Regions from separate parts of the Sus scrofa genome. Here region 1 is linked to region 2. Evidence: chromatin contacts called from public Hi-C data. All regions are on one chromosome and are shown on one strand. The core of a region is the stretch at or near the end of the contact, and the rest is flanking DNA. Distances in the headings are between cores, read along the strand shown. Region 1 holds the start of CNOT11 (CCR4-NOT transcription complex subunit 11). Region 2 holds the start of MAP4K4 (mitogen-activated protein kinase kinase kinase kinase 4).

What was found. A called contact is a pair of places that touch in the nucleus more often than the background predicts.
Region 1: a Hi-C map of liver shows a contact between it and region 2, with 4 times the contacts expected there. The contact joins the promoter of CNOT11 here to the promoter of MAP4K4 in region 2. A contact is called at or near these places in 1 of 5 promoter capture datasets (fetal liver) and 1 of 47 Hi-C or Micro-C datasets (liver).

The regions. Positions count from the first base shown.
Region 1 is chr3:53,077,447-53,082,999 of Sscrofa11.1, forward strand. It overlaps CNOT11 (CCR4-NOT transcription complex subunit 11), which reads right to left and starts at 3,869. Exons shown (of 7, transcript XM_003124884.6): 1 at 3,277-3,869; 2 at 1-145. The coding sequence starts at 3,796.
Region 2 is chr3:52,647,489-52,653,026 of Sscrofa11.1, forward strand. MAP4K4 (mitogen-activated protein kinase kinase kinase kinase 4) reads right to left here and starts at 1,992. Exons shown (of 29, transcript XM_021087163.1): 1 at 1,779-1,992; 2 at 1,354-1,419. The coding sequence starts at 1,835. LOC106509759 (a long non-coding RNA gene) reads left to right here and starts at 1,157. Exons shown (of 3, transcript XR_001307587.2): 1 at 1,157-1,440; 2 at 2,675-2,813; 3 at 4,303-4,481.

The DNA of each region.
Region 1 (5,553 bases), core at 2,619-5,118, 430 kb after region 2:
CCGCTGATGTCCACGGACTGGCCCATATTTCCGACATCCATCAAGGCAATCTGTCGAGGGGTCTTTTTGAAGAGTTCCCTTGGGGGTGCCAGCATCAGCTGGGAAAGAAAAAACTTTTCTGGTGGAGTTATAGGAGGTAAAAAGCCTGTAAACAAAAACGTATAACAATTTCTCTAATAGTTATTTTTTAAAATTATCTTAAATCTGCTCAAATTAGCATTTGCTCCTTGCCACCTCAACTCACCTCTTTATTTTTATTTATTTTTTTTGTCTTTTTGCCTTTTCTAGGGCCGCTCCCGTGGCACATGGAGGTTCCCAGGCTAGGAGTCTAATGGGAGCTGTAGCTGCCGGCCTACGCCAGAGCCACAGCAACTCAGGATCAGAGCTGCGTCTGCATCCTCAACCCACTGAGCAAGGCCAGGGATCGAACCCGCAAACCTCATGGTTCCTAGTCGGATTCGTTAACCACTGAGCCACGACGGGAACTCCAACTCACCTCTTTAAAGACAAAATTTTAATTGAAGATTCATTTCATCAAATTTATTTATGCAAATGTAATTAAATAGGAACGGTTCCAGGACCTGCTGTGAACAGCAAAATCCAAAGGTACTTAGGTCCCTTAAGTAAAGTGGTGTAATATTTGCATAGAACCTGCACGCATCCTCCCTTATACTTTATAAATAATCACTACTCACAATACCTAATACAATGTAAATGATACATAAACAGTTGTAAGTACTATGTAAATACTACATAAGTACAATGGAAATACTATGTAAACAGTCACCAAAATTTAGGGTTTGCTTTCTGGAACTCTCTGGAATTTCTTTTGCCCCTTGAATATTTTCTACCAGGGGCTGACTGAATCCTAGGATGCAGAACCTGAGGATACAGAGGGCAGACTAAATGTCAACTGAAATTCTATGATTTGTGACAATGTCGATGAAACTTAAGGTTTTTATAACTACTAAGAATTTTGTTTTCTAACATTTCTCAATTCCTGCAAAGGTTAAAGCTTGCCTATGCAGGCAAAAACAAATTTTAAAAAGCGACAGTGCTCAGAAATACTTCTCTGCTGCTACTAGCAACTGCATTAAAGCTGGAAAGATGAGGAAGCATCACAAGTTCCAAAGACACTACTCCACACACCTGCTTCTACACACAGCTCGGCTACAATTCCCACAGCGCCAAGCCCAGCGGCCCTCCCTTGCCACAGTCACCTGCTCACCGGGCCTCATCCGTCTGTCCTCCCTCCCTCTCAGGCAGAGGGGTGGCCAGACTATTCACCACCCACAGTCCACACCCCCACTTACCATTTGGTTATATTTCTAGGTACAAATCTGCTCACAATACTTAACCTATTTACAGAGAATTAAACTCAAACGTTGGCACCAGTGTAGGACTTTCGTAATCTGGTCCCAACCCACTTTCCTCATCTCATCTCCTGAACTTCTCTCCATCTGTGAGTTCCACGATTCAGGTGCACAAAATCTTTCAGCTTCCCTGATTCCTATTTCAAAACACCCAATACACCCAACTCCTTAAAAATACCTGAGAGGACCACGTGCTTCTCTCCCCACCATCAATATCCAGCAAAAACATCGCTCCCTCGTAAAGCCTCTCCAGCTGCACAGACACGAGCTCCTGGGCCTTGAGGCCCTGTGGGTGAGACATCTGGTACAGCCTTAACCACATGGGGCTACAGTTATGTCTGGTCTCAACCTGACAGAGTGCAAGGAAGCCATCCTACTTACTTCCAGGTACATTCTCAACCTTGGCTCTGCATCAGAATCATCTGAAAAACTTTCAAAACATATACTCATTAGGTGCTCCCCCTGAGGTGAAATATAATAAGCCTGCAGCAGCAGTCCCCCTGTTGGGTATTTAAGCACCATCCCTACCTAGTAATGATAATAATGGACAACACTTACCGCAGATACCCTTACCCCTCATACTAACTCTACCAGCTAAGAATTATCTGCAATTTACGGATGAGGAAAATGAGGCACAGCAGCAAAATAACCAATCCCATGAATTCCTTCCCTGGCAGATTTGTGTTTACAACACAGTCTACGGCCTAGATCTAGGTTTGGAATCATCACAATTGAGAATGACGGTTACGGTTCCTTGGCTTGACCCCAGACTACAGAATTCAAAGCGCCCAACCCAAATCCCAAACTGTCCCCCATCCATCTTGGGTGGTGGGTTTGACGAATACACACATTAAAACCACTTTCTGGGCATTCTTAAACTCCCTGAAAGTCAGGTTTAGTACCATTCCCCACCCCACCCCACAGACACCTCAAGGAATACAAAGGTTACTCCTCTTAGGTCAAGGGCAGTGCAGGAAACCAACCAGAAGATGCTTAAGATCCAGAGGAGTGGGCAGCGGGAAAAACGACCATCTTAAAATGTGGAAGCCCTCACCTGCAAGGAAATCCTCTGGTATTTACTCAAAACCGGCTGCCTTTACCTCTTGGCTCCCTATATAGCAGCCCCCTACCTAAGGAGTGATCTGCCTGTCTTACCACCGCTGAAGGACCCTACCATCAAGCTGCTTCCCACCTCTCTACCTGCCTCACCCCCTACACTGGTCCTTGACTAAGTCTTCCAGGTACCCTCACCACCATCTCTTCTGGGCCTTTCCCCTCGCCCGGTTTAGGTCTTCTCCCAAATTCAAGTCTCATAAAGCATCTCTGGAGTTTTTTTTTTTTTTTTAAAAAGGCAGCCTCCTATCAAACCCACCGATCTTCACGGAAGTTGACCGAGCATAACTTTCACATCATGTCCAACAGCCTTGGGTTTTCTAACCTAGGCCGTGAATTTGAGACTTTCTCTCCTCCGCCCCCATCGCATTACCCAAAGACCTAACAGCAAGAAGAAGGTGGCTGTGATGTCCTTAAACGCTGTTAAATGTGTTTCCGCTCAACTTCCTCAGGTTCTGAATGACTCCTAATTGACTCGTCTGAGACTAAAAGCCGGGGGCAGATCCAGTGTGTCATTACTTACAACTTCACACACCTCCGACGGGCTTGACGAGAACAAATTTTATCTGAGGCGCTAAACCATCAAGCCCCATATTACGCTGCGTGATTGGACCACCTGCATTGTTGGGAGGGATAATTTTCGGCGCCATGAAGCTGTTACTTCTTCATACTTGGTGGAAGGGGTGGGGGGTAGGGAATCTCAAAAGGCAACAATCAGTTTCAAGTGCGGGTGAAGGCCGAGAAGCTGCCAATCTCACCCTCGGCGACGCACACCTGGCCCCGGGCGTACCTGAGAGCGGCGGCCGGTCGGGTTCCTGGCCGCCGCGGGCGGGCGGCGCGGGGTTGAGCAGATGCGCGAAGCTGGCGGCGAAGGGGTTGGCGGCGAGCGGTTCGGTGCGGTACATCTCCCAGAGCAAATAGAGCGCCGTGAGGCGCTGCGCCGCGCTGGGCAGCAGGTCTGGCTGCTGCAGCAGCATGACCAGCACCGAGCCCAGGCGGAAGTGGTCGGCCTTGCTGAAGTAGTGGTGGAATGCGGTAGACAGGCCCTCGAAGGTGCTGCCGCCGCCCGCCTCCTCCGAGATAATGCTCAGCAGGCTCGAGAGTTCCTTCGGGGTCAGGCTCATCCTGCCCGCAGGGCCCCCCGGGCCTCCACTCCCCGGCCCGGGGACGCCCGCTCCGCCTCTGCCGCTGCCGGAGCCGGAGACCCCCGGGCCGCACCTGGACGCCGACCCCGCCCCTTCCCGGGTCCCTCTTTGCTCTGCGGCGGTGAAAAGCCGGCCAGACGCCGCGCTCGCCCCGCCGCCGGGCATCAACCTCACCCGCCCGCCCTGCTCCCCGGCCAGAGTGGCCCTGGCGCCGGCTCGCTCCGTCCCTGCGGCCGTAAAGCGCGCTGTTGCACGACAGCGTCGCAAACAAAACACACCGAGAAACCAGCCGGCCGCGGAAAGGGCAGCGCGGAGCCAGAGCGAGGCTGCTGGTGCCGGGCCAGGGAGAAGATCCCCAGACGCTGGGTGGGCGGGGCAAAGCGCCGGAAATGGGGGCGGGGCCTGAGGGAGGGGCCCGGCCGGGTCTCGCGCTGTGGGAGTCAAGCGGTGCCATAGCCCCCCCGCTGCGGCATAGTCTGCCTGTCCTCCTTCAAGAGTTCAGCCCCCAGGACCCCCCTGGGCAGTGCGGGAACGAACGGTCTCAATAAAGGACGGTGTTATTTGTTTGGAAAAATGCATGTTAGAATATGAAATCTTTTTTAATATAACACACATGGATGGTCATGCTAAAACTTTAAGTGCAGATAAGGATAACATGTTTCTCATAAGCAAAGTTAATTTTTAGACTTACACTCCTTTTTAAAGAAATGGAATCATACTGCACATGTACATGGCTATTTTAACAAGATCTCTGGAAACTTAACAATAAACATTTATATACAAAATTGTTGTGCAACTTTTTCTTTGGCTGCGCTGTGGCAAACAAAAATTCCCAAGCCAGGAACCAAACCTACTCCACGCCTGATCCTTAACCCACTGCACCGCGAGGGAACTCCTGCTTTGCAACTTCTTACCTAGTCTGCCCTAGGTCGCTCATTCTGGGCCTTAGCTGTGCACTGGAAGTTTCCAGGAATCCTTTACAAATCCTGGCCCTAATGGCCAGGTATGAACAAACAAAAAGCAAAAACAGAGGTCCTGTCCTGGCTCAGGGGAAACGAATCTGACTAGCATCCATTAGGATGCTGGTTCAATCCCTGGCCTCGATCCTTAATCCCTGGGTTAAGGATCCAGGGTTGCCGTGAGCTGTGGTGTAGGTCACAAATGTGGCTCGGATCTGATGTTGCTGTGGCCGTGGCATAGGCCAGCAGCTACAGCTCGGATTCGACCCCTAGCCTGGGAACCTACATACGCCACAGGTGCAGCCCTAGTAAAATTTTTAAAAAGCAAAAACATCTGCCCAGGTGACTAGTGTGCACTCCAGGCTGGGACCCACCAAGTGGCTGGTCCCAGACTTGCAAGGTTCCTCCCTAGACCTACAAAACCCTACAAGGATTTCAACTAGCAATTCCCACCAGGCCAGTTGCAGAAATCCAGTCTATGCTGAAAAAAATGATAGCAGCTCAGTGTTGTGGCGCAGCGGAAACAAATTCTACTAGGAACCATGAGGTTGCGTATTCCATCCCTGGCTTCCCTCAGGGGTTAAGGATCCAGTGTTTCTGTGAGCTGTGGTGTAGGTCACAGACGAAGTTCAGCTCCCACGTTGCTGTGGCTGTGGCTGTGGCTGTGGTGTAGGCCAGCAGCTGCAGCTCTGATTTGACCCCTTGCCTGGGAACCTCCATATGCCGCGGGTGTGGCCCTAAAAAGACAAAAAAAAAAAAAGTTACCTAGTTGAGCGCCACCTTAATTTGAAAGTAAAATTGAATAAAGAGAAATTGCTAGGCCATCAAAATGCATATTCCAAAGACTTCTTCAATTTACTGTTAGATCTCCCCCTGGAAAAGCCCTGCCAATTAACTAACAGCACCAGATTTAACTTGCTAATGCTTGGATTCTTGGGAAACTGATTCAAATTATCGTGAAAA
Region 2 (5,538 bases), core at 742-3,241:
TCAAAAATCTGGCTGAGGCCCCAACTGTTAACCAACAAAACACATGCTAATTCACTAGAGATCACCTAAGAATACAGACTCAAGTTCAGGCCACAGGCCAGTACACAACCCAGGCCAGTACACAGCCCAGGCCAGGGGAAGCTAGGGCTGGGGAGAGGCCTTGGAGAAGCAGATAAGCCCTATTCACAAAGCAGAAAAGAGACAATAGGATCCACACTTAATTTGGCCTAAGAAAACGGTCTACAGTCAGCTTCCAACCCCCCCACACACACTCCCTCCCCCCCCTGTCCATTTTTAATGAGACAATGACAATTCTTCACAGCCAACCACAAAGCCCTGCTTCATAAGATATTTTTTTTCTGTCCCAATCTTGTACCCAGCTACAACACTCTAACAGGCTACAAAACACCCCCAGTGCAGATAACTTTGAGAAAGCTGTTCAGTAATAAGAAACAAATCAGGACTGGGGAGAATTTCACATTTGTTTCAAATTCTCAAGGCTTCCCCCTCAATTACCTACAGCTAACCCTCATTTCCAGAACAGCAGGGCTAGTCATATCTGGTGTCCAGGAAGTCTTCAGATTTGTTAGTTTCATTTACTGTTGGGGGCAAGTGGGGGGAGGGGGTGCTGTTAGAGAAAGACCTGGGGTGGGTGTGAAATCTGGGCATCCTCTTTGCTCAGAGGCTCTGCCTCTTTTCTGTTTCAATTACACACCTGTCAAACAGGTTATTCCTGGAATTTAGAGTGCATAATCCTCACACTGTAATTCTTCCTGCTCCTATTGCCCAAACACACATCCCTCCTGACTCCCCAAAACATGTACCCGTCAGTAGAATGTATGGTAGTTATGGAGTACTCCCAGGTAACACCACCAAACTCTGCTCCTCATTGAGCGCCTGGCCAGGATTCAAACGAGGAAACACGAAGACGATTCTCAAGGAGGCCAAAGCAGTGGTTTAGGATAATCACAGGCGAGGCCTGCCTATCCAGAATTTTAATTAACACACAAACTCAGAAGGCCAGATTTGGGAGAGACAGGGGGGAAAAAAAAATGTAGATTGATGCAAAAATGCTTTCCCATTTCCTTGAAAAAAAAAAAAGAAAAAGAAAAAAAAAAAAAGGTGCATGCCTAAGAGTGGAGCTTATTTCCTTATCTGAGAGCCAAGAAATGAGGTCTTTTAAGGCCAGTCTGAATATAAACTCTGCTGAAAACAGCGGGACGGCGAGGCCGGACCCCTCTTCCAACTTCGGCTGAGCCTCCGGGCGGCGGCGTGTCCAATCACCCTCCCCGTCGTCCCCGGATCAGAAGTTTCAACCCGTCCCCGGGAAACAAAGGAGGCGCCTGCACCGACCTTATAGACTTGTCCATAGGTGCCATTTCCCACCACTTCCACCAGCTCGAAAATCCCAGCCGGATCCTAAGGAAGAGAGGAGGATGGGTGAGCGTTGGAAAGCAGCACAACAATGAATAAAAGAAGCGGGGCAGCGGGAGAGAAAGGGCGGTGACCGAGGAGGTGGGCTTCGCCCGGCGCGAGGTGGCCGGCAACTGGGGGCCGCGATAGGGGCCCGGGGCGCGCGGGGTCGGGGTCCGGGCGGCGGCGCAGGCGGAGGGTCACGCCCCGGACCCCGCACACGCCGACTCGGGCAGACAAAGGGGCCGCCGCGCCCGCGGATCTGCCCACGGCGGCGCCCGAGCGCCCGGCCGGCCAGGGCGCGGCCCCGCTCCCGGCTCCCAGCGCCCCGCTCCCGGTCCCCCGGCCCCGCGGCGGCCACTCACCCGAAGGGAGGACAGGTCTATGTCCACCAGACTTTTCGCGGGGGAATCGTTCGCCATTTTCCCTTCTCGTCACCCCCAAATCGACCACAATCAATTCGTCTCTGGTGTGTCTCTCGGAGTCGCAGGCCCGGCCGGGTGGCGCGGGCCCGCGGGCGCGGCCGGGGGCGGCAGGCGGGAGCAAGCTCGGGCGCCGGGCGGCGGGCGGCGGCGGCGCTCACTCCATGGCCGGGGCGGCCGGCAGGCCCCCGGGCGTCGCCCGCGCCTCAGGCCCCGGCCCCGCGCCCCGCCGCGCGCCTGCACGAGCGGCCCGGAGCAGGGGCCGCGGCGCCGCCGAGAGTGGAGCCCGGAGCGCGAGGCCGCCAGACAAAGATGACCAGGAGGCGGAGGCGGAGGCGGGCGCGAGGCGGGGGGCGGGGGGCGGTGGCGGCGGGGAGGAGGAGAAACGGGACACCGAAAAGAGATTCTGAGGAGAGCCAACAGCTCCCCCTTTCCTCCTCCGGCAGGAAAAGCGGGCGGAAGCGCGCTCGCGCCTGGAGCCGGGCCGGGGGGGGGGGTCCGCGGCGCGGCGTGAATATTCAACAGGGGTGGGGCCCGGACAAAGGCCGCGCGGGAGCCGGGGTCTCGGGGCGGCGCGGGGGAGGGGGAGCACGCCCTTCCAGCACCCGCGACAAAGGCAAAGCGACCCGGACCCCCGGGCGCAGGGCCGGCCGACTCCTCCCTCCCGGAGCCCCGCCCCGCCGCGCCCGGCTCCGCCGCGATCCCCGCGGAGGAGGGTCCTCCAGGCGCCCTCGCCCCCGCTCTTCCCATCCCCTCCCCCACCCCCGGGTTCTAGTCGCTTAAGACCCTCATTTCCGGTTTCCCTACCTGGTTTCCTTGTCCTTTCTCTCCTTTTCCAGGCTACACCGAGGACCTGGTTAGGTTCGGGATTCACGGAGCATCATTTGTTTTGGCTGCCCGGTCCGGAGACTTTCGCTGGAAACTGAATCTCAAACAGCTCCTCTAATTGCCTTGTGTTGAGTACCTCGCTCAGTAAAGGTGAGCACCGTATTGGGAGCCAGAAGTGTTAACCCAAGTTTAGTGCCTAGAGATCACTGAGGATCCATCAAAGCTGGCTGCTTCCGGCAGCTTTGGCAGCCAGGCAGCAGTTAGGCAGTTTCATCCTATTAAACAAGAATATATGGTCTGCCCAACGGTCATTTGTGTCACATCACTCCACTGACAAAAACTTTCCGTGGCTTCCTATTACCTGCCAGACTGTGAATACAAGTTCTCAAACGTGAGCGCACCTTTGGAAAAACACTGACCGCCGACCCCACCTCCGGAGTCTGCAACGGATCACACTTTGAGAACTGGAGCCGCACTGGATGAAAACCCAAGGCCCTTCCAGAAAGGCTTCACAAACACGACCATCATTATCTACCAGTTCTTGGTTTACATGTAGTATCAATTTAATCTCTCCTTTAGCCCTAGGATGATGTTATCCTCATTTTAGAGAAGAGGAAACTCAAGTACTGAAAGAGAAGGAATTTTTCTAAATTCCTTAAAGGCATTTAAGCCTGGAAGTGGCACGGGGATTCTCACTAGCCTATCCCCAAAATCCAAATCTCTGACTCAGCCAAATTAGTCTTCTACCCAGAATGTTTAGCACTCTCCTGCCTCCCAACAGTTTGGTTTCCAAGATTTTCCACTATTGAGAATTTCTCAACAGGCTAAAATATCTTCAGGGAGTCCTAGAATCCATTGGTTAGGAAAATCGTAGTAGCCAAAGTCTCCCTATGAATTTAGTAGTGCTTTTAAATTATGTTGTTTTTTAATCTACCAACAGCAATGGAATTATCTATGAGTATAAATAATTTACACAGAGTTGGACTGGTGCACATATGACCTTTCAGACCATAGTACTAGTAATAAGATTTTAGGAGTTCCCACTGTGGCACAGTGGGTTAAGTATCCAGCTGCAGCAGCTCCGGTCACTGTGGAGGTGCAGGTTGGATTCTTGGCTCCACTGGGTTAAAGGATCCAGCGGCATTGCCGCAGCTGTAGCTTAGGTCAGAGCTGCAGCTCAGATTCAATCCCTGGCCTGGGAATTTCCATATGCCATGGGTTGGGCTATAAAAATAATAATAATAATTTAGTCGTATTTACTATTAATAATAGGTAACACATATGGGGTCCAAACAATGTGCTAAATCCTTTACATATACTATTTGATTATTCTTCACATTAGTCCCAAATGGTAGATACTCTTACTTTTCCCACTTTACACATTAGGAAACCAGCGTCCAAAGAAATCAATTGACTTGCTTAGTATTCACAGCTGAACCTAATGCAGAAACATACAGGCCCCCCAAGCCAGCCTCTGTCCATGGGTTCAAGACTCAATCCTAACCTCATGACACTGAGGCCCACCTCACACCACGCCCTTTGCCTAACCAAGTTCTCTTCATCACCTCAAGATCAATTCAGAAACCATCTCTTCCTTTTTCTTTTTTTCTTTTCGGTCATGCCCACACGGACATTCCAGGACCAGGAACTGAACCCTCTCCACAGAAGTAACCAGCGCCCCTTCAGTGAAAACACTGGATCCTTAACCCACTGCACCACCAGGGAACTCCAGAAACCATCTCTACAAGCTTTCTCTAAATCTCTCTCCCAAGCTGCTGTTTCCCATATCACCATTGTGATGGTTATTTCCCACTTTCAGTTCAGTACCTTTTCTTAAGTTCTTGCCCCAGTGCAAGGCACTGACTTAGCCACTGCCCAAGATATAGGAAAGATCAGGACAGCCTACCTTCAGACAGCTTATAATCTGCTAATGGGTGTAAGACTGTTTCATAAAAGCTATAGTTAAAGGAAGAACAGGATAAATTTTTTCTAGGGAGTTCCTGTTGTGGCGTTGCCATGAGCTCTAGTGTAGGTCGCAGACGCAACTCAGATCCCAAGTTGCTGTGGCTACCCTGGAAACCTCCATATGCCTCGGGTGGGTATAGCCCTAAAAAGACAAAAATAAATAAATAAATAATTTTTTCTAGATGGAAAGAACACTAAACAGGCCTACTGGAAAGCATGCCAGACTAGGGGCAAAACTAAACGGGGTTGGAACCTACTTCTATAATTTATCAGTTACGCAAGCTGGCACGTGTTCCCTAACTTCTGAGCCTCCATCATTTCCTCTTCCAGACACTAGATAAATATAGGGTGAACACAGTTAAGAGGCCATCTCCAGAGCACAGGCCAGGGCACTAAGGCCTGGAGAAAGGAGATAGAATAAGTGTTGGGCTAGGAGACGCTCTAAAGACTTGGCATCTAATGGTGTGTTTAGACAGAGGTAAAAGATACGCTTGTGGTCCAGAGCCTTGTTCACAGTTAGGAGGATGCTGTCACAAACAGGAGAAAAGATGGGAGTTCCTGAATGGTGGTGGCAAAGGAAGGTTTGGTTTTTGGACCCTGCAGAGTTAGTGAATGTTTCATGCAGAAGCAGCACACACCTGCCCAGCTTTGAGGTTGGGGGCCATGTTCTCAGTCAATAGCCACGGATTAGCTCTGGTCTCCATAACAAAATAGCACAGGCTGGGTGGCTTATTAAAAGAATTTTCAGAAATTTCTGAGGGCTAGAAGTCCAAGATCAAGGTAACCAGCTGGTTTAATTCCTGCAGAAGGCCCTCTTCCTCCCTTGCAGATAGCTGCCTCCTCATTGTCCTCATTCCCTAGTGCTAGTGTTCCAGAAAGAACAAGCTCTCTGGCTTTTCCTTTTTTTTTT